Regions from separate parts of the Rattus norvegicus genome. Here region 1 is linked to region 2. A link is a contact called in public Hi-C data. All regions are on one chromosome and are shown on one strand. Each heading gives the region's core, a stretch centred on a gene start, on an enhancer-like site or on the middle of the called end of the contact. The rest is flanking DNA. Distances are from core to core; before and after follow the strand shown. Region 1 overlaps Sgms1 (sphingomyelin synthase 1). Region 2 overlaps Sgms1 (sphingomyelin synthase 1).

Region 1 (4,837 bases), core at 912-3,411, 160 kb after region 2:
CGCCTTACTCAGCTAACTGTGGTGTCTGGCCATACAGAAGTTATGCTAAAGGTCACAGGCATCTGTTCCACGTTGCCACACTTAAAGGTGATAGGATGGAGGAGAGGGCTAAGAGCCTTGAAAATAAAGATGCTGACCCCTGGAGGAGCAACGTGCCCTAGGAGACGTTCAAGAAGAGGAAGTCACTTGTATTCAATTCAAACAAGAGAGACCAGACAGAGCCATCAGAAGGAGGGTTAGCCTCAAATGTCAGGTTCAGCCAGCAGTTTCCTCTCCAGGTAACATACAATCTCCTAGAAACAAGCCATGGCTCCTGGCAGCCCCTTTCACTCAGGAGAGGTTCTGTTCTTGAATGCCACTGTTTACATGGCCTAAGGGTCCAAGATTCTGTGCTAGAGGCACAGGAACAGAGTCAGGAAGCAAAATAAATAGGAAGCTTTTTCTGAGTGCTAGAAATCAAGGCCTGAACTAAAGGAGAGGGAGAGAAAGAAGTGGGAAAGAAGTCAAATCACCCTTTGACATGTGCCACAATCCTTTTCTAAAAAAAACTAAAGACCGATAATGCATGCTTTCAGCAAAGTAGAGGGACCCAAACTCTAAATATAAAAATCAAGCTCGTTATTGGCATACAGCGTTGAAGATGGCAAGGTGGCGATGCCACATGCATGGAGAATGCCACCGACCTTCAGCACCAAGGAGGGCTTTGTAAAACTACAGGGAATGGCATGGTACCTATGCCCTGGCACATCCAAGATGGTGTTCCCTTGAGTCCCAAAGTTACCAGATCACAGGCAAGTGACTGCCCACAAGGACTTCACTATGTCTTCACCTACCAGACTTCCATAGGCAGGAGAATCAAGAGGAGGTGCCAGCCAGTCCCCAAGTTGGCAGTGCTGGCAGTGGGGGCTACATGGAAGGAGCCTGGTACCCTCTTCTCTCTGGGTTCTGTTCCTAAAGCTTTTCTTGCCGAATAAACAGCACCCAGAGCAACAGAACAAGGCACACGGCTTCTGCCATAAACCCACAGAGATGGGATTTTGAAAAGCAAATATACCAGAGTCGCTGCTCGGAACACAGGGAGGGCACTGCTCTTCCACACCATGCGCTCTTGGAACTTCACGAAGCAGATGATTTTACCCCCATTTCACCTATTAAAAATTATTTGGACTTCTCTCAAGTAAATGAAATGTTTACACTCCAAATGAATACAGCTATTCTGAAAGGATCCCAGTAGAAATTCTTGGTTGACAGGGTTGGGCTAGCACACAAACACAGCCACACCACTGGACTAAATTCTTCCTCACTAGGAGAGAACTGATATAGAAAATTGACACAGGAGAGCTGTTCTATCTCTGCGGACCCAAATGCAGGAGACACAGCACCTGAAACTGGGAGAACTTCCATAGTCAAAGGACAACCTGCTCCAGAATCAATGGCGTGGTTCAAAAGCATTCTAGTAATGAAAGAATAATTGTTACGTGGGCAGAGCAGCACAGCAACAATGCTTCCAGTTTTACAGACAGCCGAAAGCTCACTAACACATATCCTCCAGTTACACATCAAAGACCCGGGAAACACAGAGGCCAGCAGCCAATGAGAAACAGATAATCACGCACTTGCTCACTACACAACCCGGGCTCAGTGACCATCACTTTCTGTTCTCTGGACTTCAGAAGCACCACACTTGTTTGATGCTAAAGAATACAGACTTTAGAAGATCAACAAAAGGTAATTTTGAACTTAACAGAAGGCAGCTATAAAAATAAAATTAGATTCAGGAGGTGGTTAAGTAGGGATATCAGGAGTTCAAGACCATGTAGGAGAGAGCTGACACCCACAAGTTATCTGCTGACAACCACAGGCACCGTGACACGACACAAAAAAAAAATAGATAAGAAAAGAAAGAAAACAGTTAAATGAGAAATTGAGGCTCCATTTACTTGGATCCTGTGACTTTCTAAGCTGGGCAGAGTAGGTTCACCTTCCAATTCATACTCAGGAACATGAGGCTAACACACACCAAGGCAGGGCACACACTTTAGAGCAAGGTCCTTTCAGTTCAGATTATTACCAAACTGATGGCTTAGTTACTAATTCCTCTCTGGGTCTTGGGAAAGAACCTAATCCATGCGCAAGTCCTGGGCACACAACATCCTCTTCTGTCCTTTCTCTTCTATTGGTCCTCTGAGCACCATTTCTACATCCAGACTGGAAGCAACTGTGGACTCTGATTCTTCTATGTGAGCTGTAAAAGCAATCAGCCTTGGTCACTCCTGTGTATATAAGCCAAACACTCAAAATGTATCAGCCTGATACTGAAGGTCACTGGGGGCCCCAACCTTAGCCCTTAATGCTCTTCCTACCCCAAGCTGCCCTCCAACTAAACCTCTACCATATCTACACCAGAGGCAGGAAAAAGACAGGGAAGAAAGAACAGGTCAGAAGGCTCAGCCCAATGACTTCAGTTCATTCCACGTGGAAGGAGAGAACCAATGCTCACAAATTGTCCTCTGACCTCCAGATGGACAATACGGTGTGTACATGCTTGTGGTGGTTTATATATGCTCGGCCCAGGGAGTGGCACTATAAGAAGGTGTGGTCCTGTTGGAGTAGATGTGTCACTCTGGGTGTGGGCTTTAAGACCCTCATCTTAGCTGCCTAGAAGCCAGTATTCTGCTAGGAGCCTTCAGATGAAGATGTAGAACTCTCAGCTCCTCTCGCACCATGCCTGCCTGGATTCTGCCCTGCTCCCACCTTGAGGAAAATGGACTGAGCCTCTGAACCTGTAAGCCAGCCCCAATTAAATGCTGTCCTTGTAAGAGTTGCCTTGGTCATGGTATCTGTTCACAGCAGTAAAACCCTAAGACAATACCTAAATATTCTCTCTCTCTCTCTCTCTCTCTCTCTCTAACAACAACAACAACAACAACAACAACAACAACAAAAACTAAAAAACTAAGGGGAACCTAAGAAGTCTCTCCCCAGCTAAGAATAAAGAAATTCCAGTACAGCTAGTAAAATTTGCTATGCAGGTGGCCAACTAGAGACAGTACCTCTTTTCTATAAAGGTATTTCAATAAGAACACTAATGCTGCAATGCAACATGTATGAATCCCTCTTGTGCTTGCTGTGACAAAACACCTTGCAAAAGGCAACTTAAGAGAGGTATATTTTGGCCGGTTTCCAGACACAGCCGTCAGGGTGGGGAGAGATCTGAAGCAGGAGCATGAGCTGCACATGCTACATCTACAGCTACTCATCCCTTCCTCCCTCGTTTTTTTGTTTTCTTGTTTTGTTTTGTTTTTCTTTTTTTTTTCTTTTGACAATTCACAATTATTTATTTATGTAGGAGTCATAAAATACTTTTATAATATACATAAGAAAACCCACATTTAAATGAGTAAGAAATATAATGGCAAGTGATAGAATTTAGTGTTTATAAATGAAACCATCAATAACTGACAGTCAGAGGAGAAACACAGACTATTTAAAAACTGCAGCCATGCATTGTAATATTTTTAAATTGCAAGAAGGCATTGGGCTTTAAAGGGAATGCATAGCTTTATATATTTTTCAGTGATCTCAAAACAGATTTGTAAAGTGTCTTAGATTAACATGAAAGGAAAACGAGACAAGAACTCTGGGAAGCAAAGGAGTAGTCACAGCAGCTTGGTAGAAATTCTTATGTATGTGTTCTTCAATTTACATTTGCTCTTGTTATAAGAGAAAAGGCTGAACATGTTAATGAGGATCCTAAACTACATGAAAAATAGCTGTTTAATAAAGCCTGAACACTGACAATCTGCCCCACACTGCACACAGAGTCGGAGTGAATGTGAGCTGTGTAATTCTTAATGCTTGTTTTTCTTTTAAGGCAGGGTTTCTCTCTTTAGCCCTGGCTACCCTGGTGTTCACTCTGTAAACCAGGCTGGCCTCAACCTCAGAGATCAACTCACCTTTGCCTCCAGAATGCTAGGATTAAAAGGTGTGCCCCACGCTACCTGGCCTGTTCCTCCTGCTTATTCAGCCTGAGCCCCAATCCCATGGAATGGTACCTCTTACATTTAGGATGGATCATGCTACCTTAACTTAATAATCTCGAAAGTTCTGCACGGACGTGCAAAGTGGTTTGTTTCTATGGGGACTTTAAATCCAATCGGGTTGGCAACCAAGATTATCAATCACATCATGGTTAAAGTTTAAGGAAGCATGTCCTTATTTCTTCTCAAATGTGAGTGATCAATTATCTGGGAGCATCACAAATGGGCTACAAACTGTTTATAGTAACAAACATGACAGAAGAAAGGTTTTAATTCTATCTGTTATCATGTGGTAGGCCAAACAATGGCCTATTGAATGGGATTTACATCATAATTCCTAAAATCTACTCATGTTTCTTTACCAAGTAAAAAGGGAAGGCAGCAAGCCAAGGGGCTGAAGAGAGGGGCTTTTACAAATGCAATTAGGCTAAAGATATTTTATTGAAGAGTCCCGGTTTGTCCCTAAATACAGTCAAAGGTGTCCTCAACATGTAGGAACCATCCTGATACCAAATACAAGGGAGGTGGTGGGAAGACTGACCTCACAGAGACAAATAAACCAGCCCAAGAAAAGGGATTCTGGCAGTCACCACAAGCTACGAGAAGAAAGAACAGATTCTCCTAGACTCTGCAGAGAGGGAGGGACAGCCCTACTCACACCTTCACTCCAGACCATCAAAGCTGGTACTATACTCCAGGCCGTCAGAATTGTCAGAAAACACACTCATGATGCTTTCATTGCTGAGTCCCTGCATCCCCACGGCCACATGACTTACATTTAGGATCAATACTGCTTT
Region 2 (4,763 bases), core at 631-3,130:
CACTGTGTTATTACAAAAACACTGAGCTCATCTGTTTTTATTCTATTTATCCAAATAATGCCACTGTATGTGCTAAGAAAATACATTTGCAGTGAGTGTTTGGTATAGTGGGATGCGGGATAAGCGACTCCCCAAACATTGTTTGGAGACTGAAATGTGAGGTAGTGTAGCTCAGTAGTAGAAGAGGTGCTTATCTGTTACCAGCTCCAACTGTCTAGTCTTCTCCCAAACTCCTACACACACACGCGCGCGCGCACACACACACACGCACACACAGGCACACACACACAGGCACACACACACAGGCACACGTACAGGCACACATGCATACTATTAAAATTGAGATAGAAAGAGAAGAAAGGTCCAGTGTTAAGAAGTTAAGAAAACTTCTGCTCTTGCAAAGAACCTAAGTTTTGGTTTCTAGTTTCCAAGTGGCAACTCAGAACCACAAATCCAGGTCTAGGAATGAGTACTCAGGCACCAGGTACACACATGGCACACATATATGCACGCAGGCAAACACTTATACATAAAAACCCAAGAACCCCAAACTTGTTTTTTCTAAAGAGATCTCTGACCACCGCATACATACAAAGTTGTTAAACACTAAAACCCATCCTAGCACTGTGAGAATCCGCCTAGAGAGCAACACTGGGAACTCCACGTGTGGGGATACTTTTAAATGCCAATATCCAAAAGCAGGATCTGTGCAAACATTTCCCTTATTCCCTCTTTGGGATCAGGTTTCATAGAATTCATCCAGTGATCATTTCCATGTAGCAACCCATCCCACTGTGAGTCTGCAGCTCATTATGATGTAATGCTCTCCTCACCACCAAACATCTCCACCACTGAGCTCTTTTGAGTCCACCCTGCAATCCAACACTCTTTTTCTTTTGCTTCAAATATTTACACTACCAATGGGTCACTACCAGGTATAGTCAATTCACACTTAGACAATGTCCCTCACCCAAATGACTTACTTTATTCTTCTTAGGGGAAGGACTGGCCCCCAAACTATAACTAAACACAGAACAGGATATAGGCTGCTTGACTTTGTTCCAAAGGAAATCTGTTCATCAACAGTTGCGAGAATCCCTGAATTAGTGGAATCTCCCTCTGTAAGTCACATATTAAAACCAGGGTTTCATGGTCAGACTCAAAGCTTTGTATGAGAAACAGTGTAACAAACCAGCTTGGTTCATGGTGGCAATTGGTGTCTCAGACAATTCTCTGGACTTAACTCTTTCTATCCTATTACCTACAAAGTAGCCATATCATTTTTTTAAAAAAAGTTTAGAGTATTAATTTGGTGTGTGTGTGTGTGTGTGTGTGTGTGTGTGTGTGTGTGTGTGTGTAAGTCAGGAGGGAATCACTATTCTCCTTCCACTATATGGGTTTTGAGATCTAAACTCCAGCTTTAAGGCTTGGTTGTTAAGTACCCTACCCGAGCATTTCATTTTGCTAACCCTACGTAATTCTTCCAAAGTATAAGTGTGCTCATAGCATTACACACCGGTGGCTTACACACTCTACTGGTTCCATTTGAGGCCCTGTCCGTTCCTCACTAGAGTCTGTCACAGCTCTCCCCCAGCTTACTGAGCCAATACAAATACTTTGGGGGCTCAACTGAGCCAGAGAAATAAAACCCAACCTCATACATTTGCTATGTCTCCTATCTGGAACATTCTTTCCCAAATACCTACTTGGTATTGTCTTTCATTTGACTCCAGTGTCTACTAAACTCCTCTCTCACCAGTGGCCTTTCATAATTACCCAATCTGAAAATAACACTTCGGACCTATTTCCAACCCTCCCTCAACCCTCATGCTGACTCACGGTCCCTAGGTCCCTGTACTAGCTGTTGGCATAGCCTCAGCTTGCTGACCTCCTGCCTCACTCTGCCTAGACTCATCACTCACTAGAGCTCTCTGATCAGCGCTCCCCAGGGCCCAGCATTGCTTGCAGACAGGCGGTTGCTCATTGACTTCAGGCTGAACGAAGGGATGGATTTAAAATGAACACATGGCTCTGTCACAGGCACTGGGACACAAATGGGAGTGAGGGACACGGCATCCTTTTCTCCTTTAAGGAAATTAAAAAGGAGAGAGAGAGAGACATAAGACTGACAGAATGCAAAGTGATCTGAGCTCAGGTGTTTACAGAGAACTGGAGGAGCAGCGGTAAAACAGGTTAGACTTAAACTCTATCGTGTAGCGCCCTGAGCCTCTATGACAAGAAGTTGTTTCTTCATCTGATTCCACAGTGTAGATTCCCAATTAGAAATGAAAAGAGAAGACATGCCTAAAAATAGAAATGACGAAATTAGAATTGATAGAAGTCATTTAGACAATGCCAAATGAGTTTGTTCTACGTTTCTAGAGACAGGGGTGAGGGGTGCTGCTGGAGACAGAGAACATTAGGAAACTTTGCTCACAAATCTGGTTTGGGTCAAGGAGAGTCTGAGGCGCCCAGATCACACACTTAGTCCTACACTCAGCCTAATAAGAGACGCTGACTTGGAAAATACAGTGCTGCTTTCTCTGTCAAGGTTTTCAATGTCCTCACAGAGTAGGGCTGCAGGGGACATGCAGGAGTACCTCCGTGTTAGCGGAGAGCCATACACAGAGAGTCCCAGGCCTCAGAATGCTCTTTATGGTGCTTTCTTAAAACAAGGGGTACCTGGTTTGCAGTGAAGTCTGACACAAAGGCAGAGATTTCCCGGGAAACTTTCCTAGTCAGAGGCTTGAAAGTCCAATTCTAAATGGGGAGACAACATTATTTACAATTTTAAAAACCAAAAAGTTCAGAACCTACTTTCACAGTGAAGGACAACTGTATACAATAGACAGACCTGAATGTCACAAAATCAGAACCAAGGTGTTCAGAACCCCAAAAGTCTAGTTCAAAAGGGCTTGTTGGTGGTGGATGTTGGCCGAAAGACCACTGGTCTCACTTTTCAATTAGTACATCATCCTGGACGACTGTATCTTTTCTCTAAAGATAGAAAGTACAAAGGAAGAAGGAATAGGCTGGCTTTTAAAGGACTCCAGGACTCTTAAAGTCAGAATCATTTGCGGGAAATGTGGGCTTTATTGGGAACTCAATACCAGTCAAACAGCTTTGATTCTGAGGCGCTGAATTAAATGGTTTGCAGTAAACTGTCTGGTTGGTGGACGCCAGAGGGGGGTGGGGGCGTCAAACTCGCAAGAGTCAAACACAGAAACAAGGAAAGTTAGGGAGAACATTCCACAACCTGAAGGTTCCATGTTTTCAAAAATGGTGCAGAAATAAAAGTGTTGCACGGCAATAGCCAATTAACTAGAAACGGGGTGGGTGTTGAGTTGTTGTGTCAATGTAATAACACAAAAGCTTTAGTCTTCCTGATGAGAGCCAGGGATGAGAATCATCCCCATATACTTCCTACTATCAGTGCCTCCCCAGCCCTGCCCCACCCATGCCTAGCCCCGCCCCCCCTGCCCCCCTCCCCCATGCCTGGAGTGCCACATACACAGGGAAGGGACACAGTCAGGGTTGGGGACACTTAGGGCAACGATCTGCTTCCAGAGGAAGAAGCTGGAGTGAGGGCCTTACAGAGACCTAAACAGGATGCATAAAATTACCCGACTAATCAAATTCCATCACAGGGCCTTACCCAGCAATGCCAAGGCCAGTTTAAAAAGTTTTCTAGGACAACAGAAGCCGTGTCTGGGAAGCTGCTATTTGCTGGGAGAGGAACAAGGCTCCTGAGATGAAAGGGTTCACCTAAGTCACCTAGCATGAGAAGCCACAGCTAGAGCAGGGCCAGGTCGGAGCCTGCTCTGAATTAGCTTTGTGGAAGGCACTCAAGCTGACTGACTGCGGTTGGAGAATTTAAATAAACAAATAAATAAACTACTACAGTGTTGGCAAGAAGTAACAGGAGAATACCAAATTAGAAAGTCTAAGGAGAAACACATTTTGTGAAAATCCCCGGCTAGAAAAAGAAACCATTTAAAAGAAATCCGTCCTGTGATTTGAAAGTCACCTCAGAGCAAGACTGAAATCATAAACCATCTCAATTCTGCAAAAGACTCAGTCTGACTTACTGAATTTTATTCTGGGGCAGTGAAACTGCCTGTGTGTACGAATTTTTACGAAAACAACAAAAGGTAAACTCACAAAAACCAAGCAAATTTTAAGGAAAAGAAACATAGGAGGCTTAATTTGAGCAGCGTGGGAAATATTTTCAATGAGCTCTTAAGGGGGAAAGGTTAAAATGTTCCTAAGGGAAAAACAGGACTAAAATGTGTCAGTCAACGGCATGCATGTAAGGAATTCCAAACAGCACTATTTCTGAAGCCAATTACTCTTAAAACCAAAGCAGCAGCAGCAGGGGCAGCCACAAAACTTTTTTTCTTTTTCTTTTTTTCCTCAACAACTCAAAGGTAGCATAGCCTATCAATTCTATTAACACTTCTGCTTAACTTATAAAATTGTCAAACCAGATCCAAATAAACGCATCGCTGCTATGTCGGTGAATTATCAGAGGGAAGATGGTCTCCTTGGTAAAGCCAGCAGGCTCCTACCCTTTCTGCTTGCAGACACATGACTTCAGAAACTGAGAGAGTTTATCCAACACCAGGAAAACAGTCAGAAAAATGCAACAGGAACACTCCACCTGCATTTTGTTTTCTTAGAATACGACTCCTTTAATAGCCAGCCACACTTTGTCTCAGGCAACTCAGTCTACCAGAGGGAAACTCAGAAACCCAGTGACCCCA

The links. A called contact is a pair of places that touch in the nucleus more often than the background predicts.
Region 1: a Hi-C map of hepatocytes shows a contact between it and region 2, with 2.1 times the contacts expected there. The contact joins two enhancer-like sites. A contact is called at or near these places in 8 of 12 Hi-C or Micro-C datasets (the A7r5 cell line, the Rat2 cell line, frontal cortex and 4 more).

What each region holds. Positions count from the first base shown.
Region 1 is chr1:239,599,885-239,604,721 of GRCr8, forward strand. All of the region lies in intron 2 of Sgms1 (sphingomyelin synthase 1), which reads right to left. Among named protein-coding and RNA genes, the nearest start is that of Sgms1, 71 kb to the right of the region's middle. Within about 2 kb of position 2,162, at least 3 of the 93 cell types and tissues checked have an H3K27ac peak or open chromatin away from gene starts, as enhancers often do. A contact at or near this core is called in hepatocytes, where this site is marked.
Region 2 is chr1:239,441,356-239,446,118 of GRCr8, forward strand. The region is part of intron 6 of Sgms1 (sphingomyelin synthase 1); the gene reads right to left. Among named protein-coding and RNA genes, the nearest start is that of Asah2, 91 kb to the left of the region's middle. Within about 2 kb of position 1,881, at least 15 of the 93 cell types and tissues checked have an H3K27ac peak or open chromatin away from gene starts, as enhancers often do. A contact at or near this core is called in hepatocytes, where this site is marked.